3 separate regions of the Mus musculus genome follow, and all the other regions are linked to region 2. The links are chromatin contacts, called in public promoter capture Hi-C maps. All regions are on one chromosome and are shown on one strand. The core of a region is the stretch at or near the end of the contact, and the rest is flanking DNA. Distances in the headings are between cores, read along the strand shown. Region 1 holds the start of Mfng (MFNG O-fucosylpeptide 3-beta-N-acetylglucosaminyltransferase). Region 2 holds the start of Tmprss6 (transmembrane serine protease 6). Region 3 holds the start of Foxred2 (FAD-dependent oxidoreductase domain containing 2).

What was found. Promoter capture Hi-C pulls out the DNA fragments that hold promoters and counts their contacts. Capture Hi-C pulls out chosen DNA fragments and counts their contacts.
Region 1: a promoter capture Hi-C map of liver shows a contact between it and region 2, with 2.7 times the contacts expected there. The contact joins the promoter of Mfng here to the promoter of Tmprss6 in region 2. A contact is called at or near these places in 5 of 39 promoter capture datasets (the 3T3-L1 cell line, the SN4741 cell line, embryonic stem cells and 2 more), 1 of 484 Hi-C or Micro-C datasets (bone marrow-derived macrophages), 3 of 115 datasets of contacts at active chromatin or transcription factors (large pre-B cells, memory CD8 T cells and pancreatic cancer cells) and 4 of 9 other capture datasets (adipose tissue, embryonic stem cells, liver and 1 more).
Region 3: a contact with region 2 is called in a promoter capture Hi-C map of stem cell-derived epiblast-like cells, with 4 times the contacts expected there. The contact joins the promoter of Foxred2 here to the promoter of Tmprss6 in region 2. A contact is called at or near these places in 1 of 39 promoter capture datasets (stem cell-derived epiblast-like cells) and 1 of 115 datasets of contacts at active chromatin or transcription factors (bone marrow-derived macrophages).

The regions. Positions count from the first base shown.
Region 1 is chr15:78,772,119-78,775,213 of GRCm38.p6, reverse strand. Mfng (MFNG O-fucosylpeptide 3-beta-N-acetylglucosaminyltransferase) reads left to right here and starts at 1,769. Exons shown (of 8, transcript NM_008595.2): 1 at 1,769-2,196. The coding sequence starts at 1,942. It overlaps Card10 (caspase recruitment domain family, member 10), which reads left to right. Exons shown (of 21, transcript NM_130859.2): 21 at 1-78.
Region 2 is chr15:78,466,927-78,470,247 of GRCm38.p6, reverse strand. Tmprss6 (transmembrane serine protease 6) reads left to right here and starts at 1,614. Exons shown (of 18, transcript NM_027902.2): 1 at 1,614-1,822.
Region 3 is chr15:77,955,225-77,958,501 of GRCm38.p6, reverse strand. It overlaps Foxred2 (FAD-dependent oxidoreductase domain containing 2), which reads left to right and starts at 1,780. Exons shown (of 9, transcript NM_001017983.2): 1 at 1,780-1,935; 2 at 2,413-2,913. The coding sequence starts at 2,414.

The DNA of each region.
Region 1 (3,095 bases), core at 520-3,019, 300 kb before region 2:
AATGTTAGGCTTGTGGGTGATTCCCCGGGCCTTTTCATTCAAGCTGCACACAATGAGTCATTAAAGTTTGTCATAGAAGTTGGTGACCTTATGCTTGCTTCCATGCCTGGCCTGGGGGCCCTGTCCCCTTTGTCCCCATCCCCATCCCCAGCGGATCCCACCTTTCAAGTCCCTGCCAGTTTGTTCAGTTTGTGGGGAGGGTCATATTTCCTTGGCTCCTCCCAGAGACGCCCGCCATCTGTGCTGGAGTCACCTTACCTGCCCCAGTGCCAGGTGGGGGGCCCTCAGCCCGGCCTTCCTCATCAACAGAGTGTCCTCTGCTCAGGTCACTTGAAGCCAGGAGGCCAGGAGTGGCTTAAGGAGCCTGGCAAATTGTGGGTGTGTGGCTGTCCCCAAGAGACAGCCCCCAGAGTGAGCATGGTTACCTCCGGGGGAGCAGTCTAGAGAGACAGACTGGAAGAGGTGTCCTTGGGCTTTGAGGTTAGAATTTCACTTACAAAAATGTTCACTGTGTGTGTGTGTGTGTGTGTGTGTGTGTGTGTGCGCGCGCGCATGCAATAGCAAGAGTGCACTGTGTATATAAGGTTCAGGAGCCGTTCTCCCTTTTTGTCATGTGGGTCCTGGGAATCAAACTCAGGCAGTCAGCGTGTCAGCAAGCTGCCTTTTCTGCTGAGCCCTCTCACCTCTCACCTGCCCCGAGATCCCTTTAAGGAATTTGCTATGGTGATGCACACCTGTCAGATGTGCATGCACACAACTTGCTGTGGCAACACACACAAGGCCAGGGAACAACTTGCTGGAGGGGGCATGTCCCTGGGAATTGAACTCAGGTCCATCCACAGGCTTGGTGGCAAGCACCTTCACCTGCTGAGCCATCTTGGAGTCCCTCACCATCATTTCGTAAATGATAGAGGTATCTTGTCGACAGCCATACAGCCAGGTTGTGGCCCTAGCTGGGATCTGAACCCAGCCCCAAGCCTAGGCTTTTCCTTGGTGGCACTGTTCTGAGGAGGTGAGCTGTGAAGGGGACAGGCTGAGGCTGACACCTCATTGTCCTAGTGCTCCAGGAGCCTTTAGCAGGCTTAGATCCATTCACAGCCACCAAGCACTTTCCTGTGCTTAATTAACATAATTAACAAGTATTGATCAAGTGCCCAGTATGTACCAGGTACCGTACTGGGTTCTGGATAGTCAACAAAAGAGAATACCCCCTGCCTCAGTAGTATCATAAGTAAGACAATAAATATGTAAAATACACCATACAGCAAGAAGTTAGAAGGGTCTAGGCTTGGGGGCTGGGAAGGAGGGCTGTTTAAAATGGGCAGGAAAAGCCTCATGGCAGAAATAATGTCTGTGTAAAGATTCAAAGAAAGCAAGAATCTAGGCAGCATGCTATGGTGGGCATGGCCCTGTGATAGATGTAGGCCTGATGCATGGTGGATGATGGGAAGGGCCAGCAGGAGGGAGAATGAGCCAGGACCTGAGGCTGGCTGGACAGGATCCTGGCTATTCTAGGAGCCAGAGAAAGGACTGTGAGGCATAGGAAGGCTGGAGTGGCTTCTTCCCACCTCGTGGAGGGTTTGGTGTGGCTGCAGCAGCTGGCAGGGCCCTGTGCCTCTTCCAGTGGGTGGCTCCCAGCAGCTGCCTCTGGGGCTTCCCAGGCCTAGCCCCGCCCCTCGGGCTGAGGCAGGGGCGGGGCCAGGAGCTAAGTGGCCCGGAGGGAGGGCTGAGGAGCAGGTGGCGGGCTGGTGGCCTCTGCCGGCTGGCAGGACGGTGGTGGCTCAGTCTCTGGGTCCAGAGACCCAGCTTCCTCCTTTCCCGTTGGTGTGTGCCCCCGATGCCTGCCAGACTTTTGCCTGTACCAGGGCCCCCTCCTGACCAGCCTCCCACCCCAGACTGATTGGGGAGTCGGGGGCTGAACTGTCTGGGGGCCTGCTACCAATGCACTGCCGACTTTTTCGGGGCATGGCGGGAGCCCTCTTTACCCTCCTGTGCGTGGGGCTCCTGTCTCTACGATACCACTCAAGTTTGTCCCAGAGGATGATACAGGGCGCGCTCAGGCTGAACCAACGGAACCCAGGACCCCTGGAGCTGCAGCTAGGCGACATCTTCATCGCAGTCAAGACTACCTGGGCCTTCCATCGCTCCCGCCTGGACCTGCTACTAGACACGTGGGTCTCCAGGATCAGGCAACAGGTGACAGGCGGGGGCTGCCTTGAAGTCTGAGAGAGCACTCCTGGCTGGGGGGCTCCCAGGGGTCTTCCTGGTGGTCTGGGGAAAAGCTGACCACCAGGGAGTGGTTCCTTCTGGGGTCTCTCCACTTCTTCCGTGCCCACCCCCATCCCCACTGCCACACTCCAGGGCCTCCTTAGACTCACAGGTCTATCTCTGTTGGGTTCCATGTGGCACCTCTGTCCTAGGCTCCTCTTGGGTCCCCCTCATCTCCTAGATTCTTGACCCTAACTTGCCTGAAGATTCTGGTGGGTGTTAAGGTGAAAACCCACCAGGACCGAGTAGCTGCGCACCTCAGCTCTGGGCATGGATGGGGCTGTGTGAGGCAGGGGTGTGATGTGGATGCTGGAGAGACATGGAGGTGGGGCCTGCTTGAGGGAGGCTTCCTCTCAGTTCCTGCCCTGCTGTGCTGCCCAGGGTGTGAGGGCCCTGTCTAGCTTCTCCGTTTCCTGTGCTGTGGTTGGGATGGGAGGCAGTGGGTGAGGTCGTGTGGGCTGGAGGTCAAGGTGAGGGGAGATCTGCCAAGGCATATGGAATGTGTGTGTGTGTGTGTGTGTGTATACCTGTGCTCATACACAGGGCTAGGCATGCTAAATACAGTAATAAGAAGGCATGAGAGTAATGAGTGTGTTTCCTGAAAGCAGAGTCTCTCTCCCCATACTCAAGACCCCATCAAGCAAAGCCAGGGATGGGTGTGGGTATGGGGGGCATTGGGGACCACGTCAGGGGAGGTAGCAGAACTCATGCACTTGTGCACACACACACTATGTCCCCATGGTGGCTGCTGGCTCTGTGAGCGGAAGTGACTGAGCCTTTGGTGGGGAGGCCAAGGAGAGGAGGTAGTTTAGTGAGGGAGAGGTGGG
Region 2 (3,321 bases), core at 365-2,864:
GGCCAGGGATCCACCCTGCTTCCTCTAGCCCAGAATGGCCTATGTCCACTGACCATGCTGCCGGCATCTCAGAGCAGGCATTTCTTCACACTCTCTCCACACTCAGTTCACCCTCCATAGCTTCCCATACTGCCCCTCACGCCCCGTGCACATCTCTTGCTCCATCTGTGCCTCACAACCCATGTCCGTCTCACTCTGTGGACAGGCACATACCCACTTACGCTCACACGCAGATCCCCACGCTCCACGGCCTACACAGACCCACTCCACCCTACAGGCATGGCTATCATCCATTTGATTTTTACACGCCCCAGATATACATTCTTAACATACATCATCTGTCCACACATATACTCTACACTGTACACATATTTCCTACATGCCTGGTGTGCACGCACCAACACACACACACACACACACGCACACACATGGGGAAACACATGTTCACAGCACACTGAGCCTCAAATTCACACACAGTTCTCTACAGGAACCCCTGGCTCACACCATGTGACCTGGCCGGTAGCTCTCCTTACCATCATGCCCTGACAGCTCTTGCTTGGGCCCTTGCCCAAACTTGTAGGTCTGACCCTTGACCCTGTGAGGGTCCATCCTTTCCTTCCCAGCTTGCACACTCTCTTTCCTCGCTCCCCAGTCTCCAGCTGCTACATGGTGATCACGTGTCTGGGTGAGACTCAGTCCCTCTGCAGCAGCACTGTCCCATCTAATTCTAACATGAGCCTCGCTTGTCGCCTCAGTTTTCTAGATCCCATCAAAACACAGAAAAGTAGGTGGGACTCATCTTTGCACAGCTCCTCTAGCCCAAGAGAGCAGCCAAGCTAACATTTCAATCTGCAATCAGTACCCAAATGAGCAATGCAACGACTGACTTTTTTTTTATTTATTTATTTTTCTTGGGTATTTATTTCATTTACATTTCCAATGCTATCCCAAAAGTCCCCAACACACTCCCCCACCCACTCCCCCACCCACCCACTCTCACTTCTTGGCCCTGTCGTTCTCCTGGAATGAGGCATATAAAGTTTGCACGACTAATGGGCCTCTCTTTCCACTGATGGCCAACTAGGCCATTTTCTGATTCATATGCAGCTAGAGACATGAGCTCCAGGGGGTTACTGGTTAGTTCATAATGTTGTTTTTCTTGCTCATGATCTGGAACGTGTCTTACCTAAGAGCCCATCTCTGCTCATTCTGGCTCTATTTCATGTCCAAGGGACATGTGTGGCCAGTGGACAGCAGGGTTTTGTAGAATACCAGTAATTCCTAGATTCATGGAAGAGAGTGTCAAGTGCACCTCTCCCCCGGCCCACTTCTCTCCTATCCCCAGAAGTCACGGGCCCAGGACTTTCTGGCCAGTGTCAGCTGTGTGAGCCCCTGTTCTCACCTGAATCTGCCTCTGCAGTTTCCCATTCACCCTGTTAGGGGACCAGGGGCTGTAACCAGGCAGGAATATCACCAAGCAACAGGCCCCGGGGGAGAGCTCAGGTCTCCTGCTCCTGCAGGTCCAGCCCCCTGGGCACCCATGGGGCAGGGCGGGGTTAGAGAGGCGGGCACTAACTACTTGCCTCCTGCCTCCTGCCTGTTTACCTGTGTTCAGTTTCATTGTCGCCCTGGACCTGACAGGAGAGGCCCATGGAACTTGGGGCCACAGGCCACAAGGGACAAGGGCCAGACACCCCAGCCATGGCTCCAGGCCATTGATCCAACCTAAGCTGGCCAGTTGGGGGTGGAAAGACCTTGGCCTGGATAAACAGAGGCCTCCAGGCCTGTGTGCAGGCCCGGCACCTACCTTCCACTCTTGAAGGTAAGCAGGGGCCTCTGGGACAGAGAACCAGGATCTCTGGTCAATAGCCTGGTGACTAGGCCTTTGAACGGCTTGCAGGGGCTCCTCGGCCAGAGTGACCTGGCATAGAGGCCACAGGGTGCACCAAGCTGCTGTTGGGGAAGGTTAGGTGGAGCGAACCTAGCGCAGCTGAGGGTGCAGGGTACCAGAGGGCTTCCAGGGACCCGGTGGCCTGCGATTCGGGTGTGCAGAGAAAGGGGAGGCCCAGTGTATGGACCTGGTTGCCTAATTTCTCATTTCATATACAACTTCACATCCCAGGCTTTCTGGAGAGCAAGAGAGAGCCCAAGCCCTAATCTGTATCCATGTGGGATCTACACACAGGACTCTTGGCTTGTAGCCTGGAGCTGGTGTGTGTGTGTGTGTGTGTGTGTGTGTGTGCATGTGTGTGTGCAGGTATGTGTACGTGTATTCATGTGTTCGTGCCTGTATGTGCGTGCGCGCATGCATGCATCTCCATCTCTACACATCTGGAGGTGGGTGCACATGGGTCATGTGTGTGGCCAGAGCTCCTAACCATCCCTTCCCCATGGCTCACACTCAGGCCCCTAGCTTCAGTGGTTCACAGCAGGGCTTCCGCTAAGTGCCAAGATGTACTTCCCATGTCCTTGGGTCAGAGTCCCGACTTGGGCCTTCTGCCAGTCTTAGGGAATTCATCTCCCAGGACTTTTGATTCACCAACCACTAAAAGGAGGAGACATTGAAGCAAACAGCCAAGGTTGCTGGAGGTGAAATGGGCTTGTGTGTTGCCGTGCAGTCCATGACTGGAGTGGAACTCTCACACTGTGGTCAAATCCAGATCTCCACTGTGCTACCTGTGAGCTCAGCCCGCAGAGGGTGGACAAGGCTCTCCACTGTCAAGAGGGTGGAAGAGGGTGCAGAGCTGTTGCCCAGTCTACCAGGGGAGAAGATTGTGTCCTTCAAGGGTCTCCACATTATGCATGGGTCAGAGAGCACACCCACCTGGTCAGTTGCACTGATGGGGGGGTGGGGAGCGACTTTTGAGTCCAAGGCTGGTCTGGGCTGCACAGGAAGGCTGTGGGTTCTCAGTGCGGTACCTTCTCAGGAAGGTACCATTTTTATGATGGACTGGGCTTCGGGAAAATTCAAGCCATTGTCTAATAGCAAAAGCTGTGGTGTGGTCATCCTCGTGGGTACAGAAGATGGAGGTGGGAGCTCTGTATTCACTGTGACCCCCACCCCCATATCCAGCGTATCTCTATGAGAGCTCTAATAAAATGGGGTGACATCCAGTCACAGAGGTGAGGGGTTAGAGGCAGACTCAGCATCCTTTCTGGATCTAAGCCACGGAGCCCTACTTCCCACAGGCAATGAGATGAGGAAGAGGCTCAGTGCCTGGATACATGGTCGCCCCATTGCTCCACCCAGCGGCCACTTCATTTGAGGGAAACACCCTGAGCTGGGCTCCCAGAGATGCCTGCCTCAGAGGTGCAGGAGAA
Region 3 (3,277 bases), core at 531-3,030, 510 kb after region 2:
GGTCACACAATATGAAGTGTCCCAGCCTGAGGAAGGATGAACTGTGCTGTCTGTCCCTAGCGACCTAGGTGTGCCTTTGAAACTCTCTCCAAGGACAGGGTGTGGTTGGGAGGTGGCCCTTGAGGAAGACATCTTCAGAGTGTCTGTTGGGTAGCTTACAAGGGCTGGAGAACATCTCAAGCCAGTCTGCACAAAGCAACGTGTCACGTAAGAACATGTGTTTAAAGGCTGTGGACTGAGTGCTCTGCTGAACACTTCAGTAATTGGCCTGCCTGCCTGGGCATTCTCACCTGCCCCTTCAGAACTGGGGTGTGAGTGGGAGCAGAGCTATGGAGAAAAGGAAACAGGATGGGGATTGCCTTACTAAAGAGGCAGGTTTCAGCAACATAATTGAACTAACTTAAAGAGGCCAGCAAAGGATGCTGAGCAGAAACCTTGGCGTTTCTGAGAATCTCAGACTTGGAGCAGCCCTGACTGAGATTTTAATGTAGAGTGCAAACAACATAAAATAGTGTGACAAATGTCTTGGGCTTCAGGAGTGGCCCAGAATCCAGATCCCTTGGTCCAATCCACCTACAAGAAGCTCCTGTAGCCCTGCGCTGTGGGCTGTAGATCAATGGCTGGGAATCCTGCACCTTAGCCAGGCGTGGGGCTCCTGATCATTCCATTTCCATCACCAAAGGCAGACCAACTTTCTAGTTCCTTTTGGTGCCTGCCCATCCTCTCCACAGTATCTATGAAATGCTCGGCTTTATTTTCGGTGAGATACCTTGTCTACCCAGGATAGCTCCAAACTAAACCTGTGGGCTGAGGTCTCCACAATGACAATAAACTAAAGTTTATGTCTGCCCCCAGGGCGGATTTCTTTAGTGCAGGCTCTAAAGAAAACACCAGCATTCCGGGTGTGCTTTCTTTCACCAGGAAAATCATAAACGTAAATTTCTAAGGGCAAATGAGGGAAGCTGCAAGTGGGCGGGGTTCCGATTAGGCTTCCAGGAGCAAGGCTCCTTTTTAATGGGAAGCAGCTACAGTCACGCAAAGCTGGTAAAGTCCTTCCCAGATGTTTTTCCTAAGAACCCTCAGCTTCTGCATCGCCTTGTGAAGGTCGCTATCCTTTCCTCCAAAAGGCACACAGTATTCTAATTAGCCAGGTGAGTAACTTGGTCTAGGGAGCTAGCCTGAATATTCAAATCCTCCTTCCTACACAGAATTGCAGTTTGAGCCTCTGGGTTGGGGAGTTTGAAGCAGGATTTCACACAGTCCTCTTGTCTCAGTCTCACGATTGCTGGACATACAAGAGTGAGCCACTATGCTGTCTCAAAACCCACTTAGCTTTATCTTTGTTTTATGCAAACCTTGTCACTTTGTATTGACGAGTCAGTTACAAAGTGCTGGGAATCGCTTCCCTTGGCCACCCTTCGTACAACTGAACGATCAAGACTCTAAGACAATAATTGGTTCATCTGTCTTGGCCTCTCCTCAGTCCCACAAAATTGACTGGCCAATTAGGTTCAGTCTTCTACAGTAATAAAGGGATATAAATGGCAAGGTTTTCTCCAAAAATCTCTCATCTTCTGGCACAAGGATTAGTACAAATCAAAAGGAAGGGCCAGGCGTCCCATCATGGACCTGCTGTTCCCCAAGGCACCTCTACCCTCAGAAACAGCGCTCACAGCACGTGTGCGCCACTCGCGCCCCGGCCGCCCCACCAGTCCCGGCGTGCTGCGCGTGGCACACGTGACCCGCCCCCTGCTATTGGCCCGGAGTGGGGAGGGGCGTGGCCGCTGTGGCGCGAGTCAGCCGTAGCTTCCCTCCACTGCAGCCTGTCGTGGGAGCATCGCTGGGCTACCGGTGGCGGCAGCGTGCGGGTCGGAAGCTCAGCCTGGGGACCGCGCACGCGCCAGAAGCAGTGCGGGATAGCGGAGACCGCGGCAGGTGTGCTGGGGCATCCTCACGTGATCCGGGGGGCTGGGGCGGGGCCTTAGAAGCCACACCTCCTTCAGGGTCCCGTACCCCCACCCCCAGGGTGAAAGGTGGGTAGACCAACCAGAACCTCTGAAGGGTCCACCTGGGAAGACCTCCTCCCAAAATGCAGGGCACATCCAAAATGAGTGGAAATTGGGGAAACTGCCTCTCCTTTGGGGTGGAAATTACCATGACAATAAGGGAGTCTGACACCCTAGGAAAGTGGACTATGGAGATGAGCTGGGGATTCAGAATTCCTGTGGGCCCTTGATCCTACCTGAAAGAGATGGAGACGGGATAGATGAGCCCCTAGGTCCCGGGGTTCAGTACTAGCCCCGCTCCAGATCCCTGGGAGGCTCAAGCGCCTGGTTTCTCGTTCCTCGGGAAAGCCGGCTGTCACCAGCTGCCAGCCACGAGGTGCGAGGCCTCTCCTCTACTGTGCTGCAGGATGGGTCCCTCGGGGCTGCTGGTGGCCCTAGCCTTGCACCTGGCAGTGTGTTCCCGTCCGCACCGGGACTACTGCGTCCTGGGCGCCGGTCCTGCGGGCCTGCAGATGGCCGCCTTCCTGCATCGAGCCGGCAGGGACTACGAGGTATTCGAACGCGAGTCCGCACCTGGCAGCTTCTTCACTCGCTACCCGCGCCACCGCAAGCTCATCAGCATCAACAAGCGGCACACGGGCAAGGCCAACGCCGAGTTCAACCTCCGCCACGACTGGAACTCGCTGCTCAGCGACGACCCACACCTGCTCTTCAGACACTACTCGCAGGCTTACTTCCCCGACGCCAGCGACATGGTGCGCTACCTGGGTGACTTCGCGCGGCGCCTGGGGCTCCATGTGTTATACAACACAAACATCACCCATGTGACCCTGGACAAGGATCCACAAGCCTGGAACGGCCATTACTTCATTCTGACGGACCAGAAGGGCCAGGTTTACCAGTGCAGGTAAGGAGCCTCAGGACACAGCCGAATTGGCCTCGAGATTGGAGAGAATGAGAAAGGGGCTACTTCTTGCTCCCAATGGGGTTCAGTGCCAAGCAAAACTTTTTTAAGGTGCGTCCTTACAAAGCTGTGGCTGAGTATGTTTGGGGAAATCTAGCAATTTATCGTACAGGATTTGCCAGGCTCTATTGCCTTCGCCATGGTCCTGTGGTGTTGAATACTGCCTGTGAGCTTAGCTTATAGCCAGCAACCCATGCAGGCAGGTCCAGCCTTTTGACACTACTACACTACATATTCTTTCTTTCACTACTACTCTTTCTTTCTCTCTCTCTCTCTCTCTCTCCCTCCCTCCCTCCCTCCCTCCCTC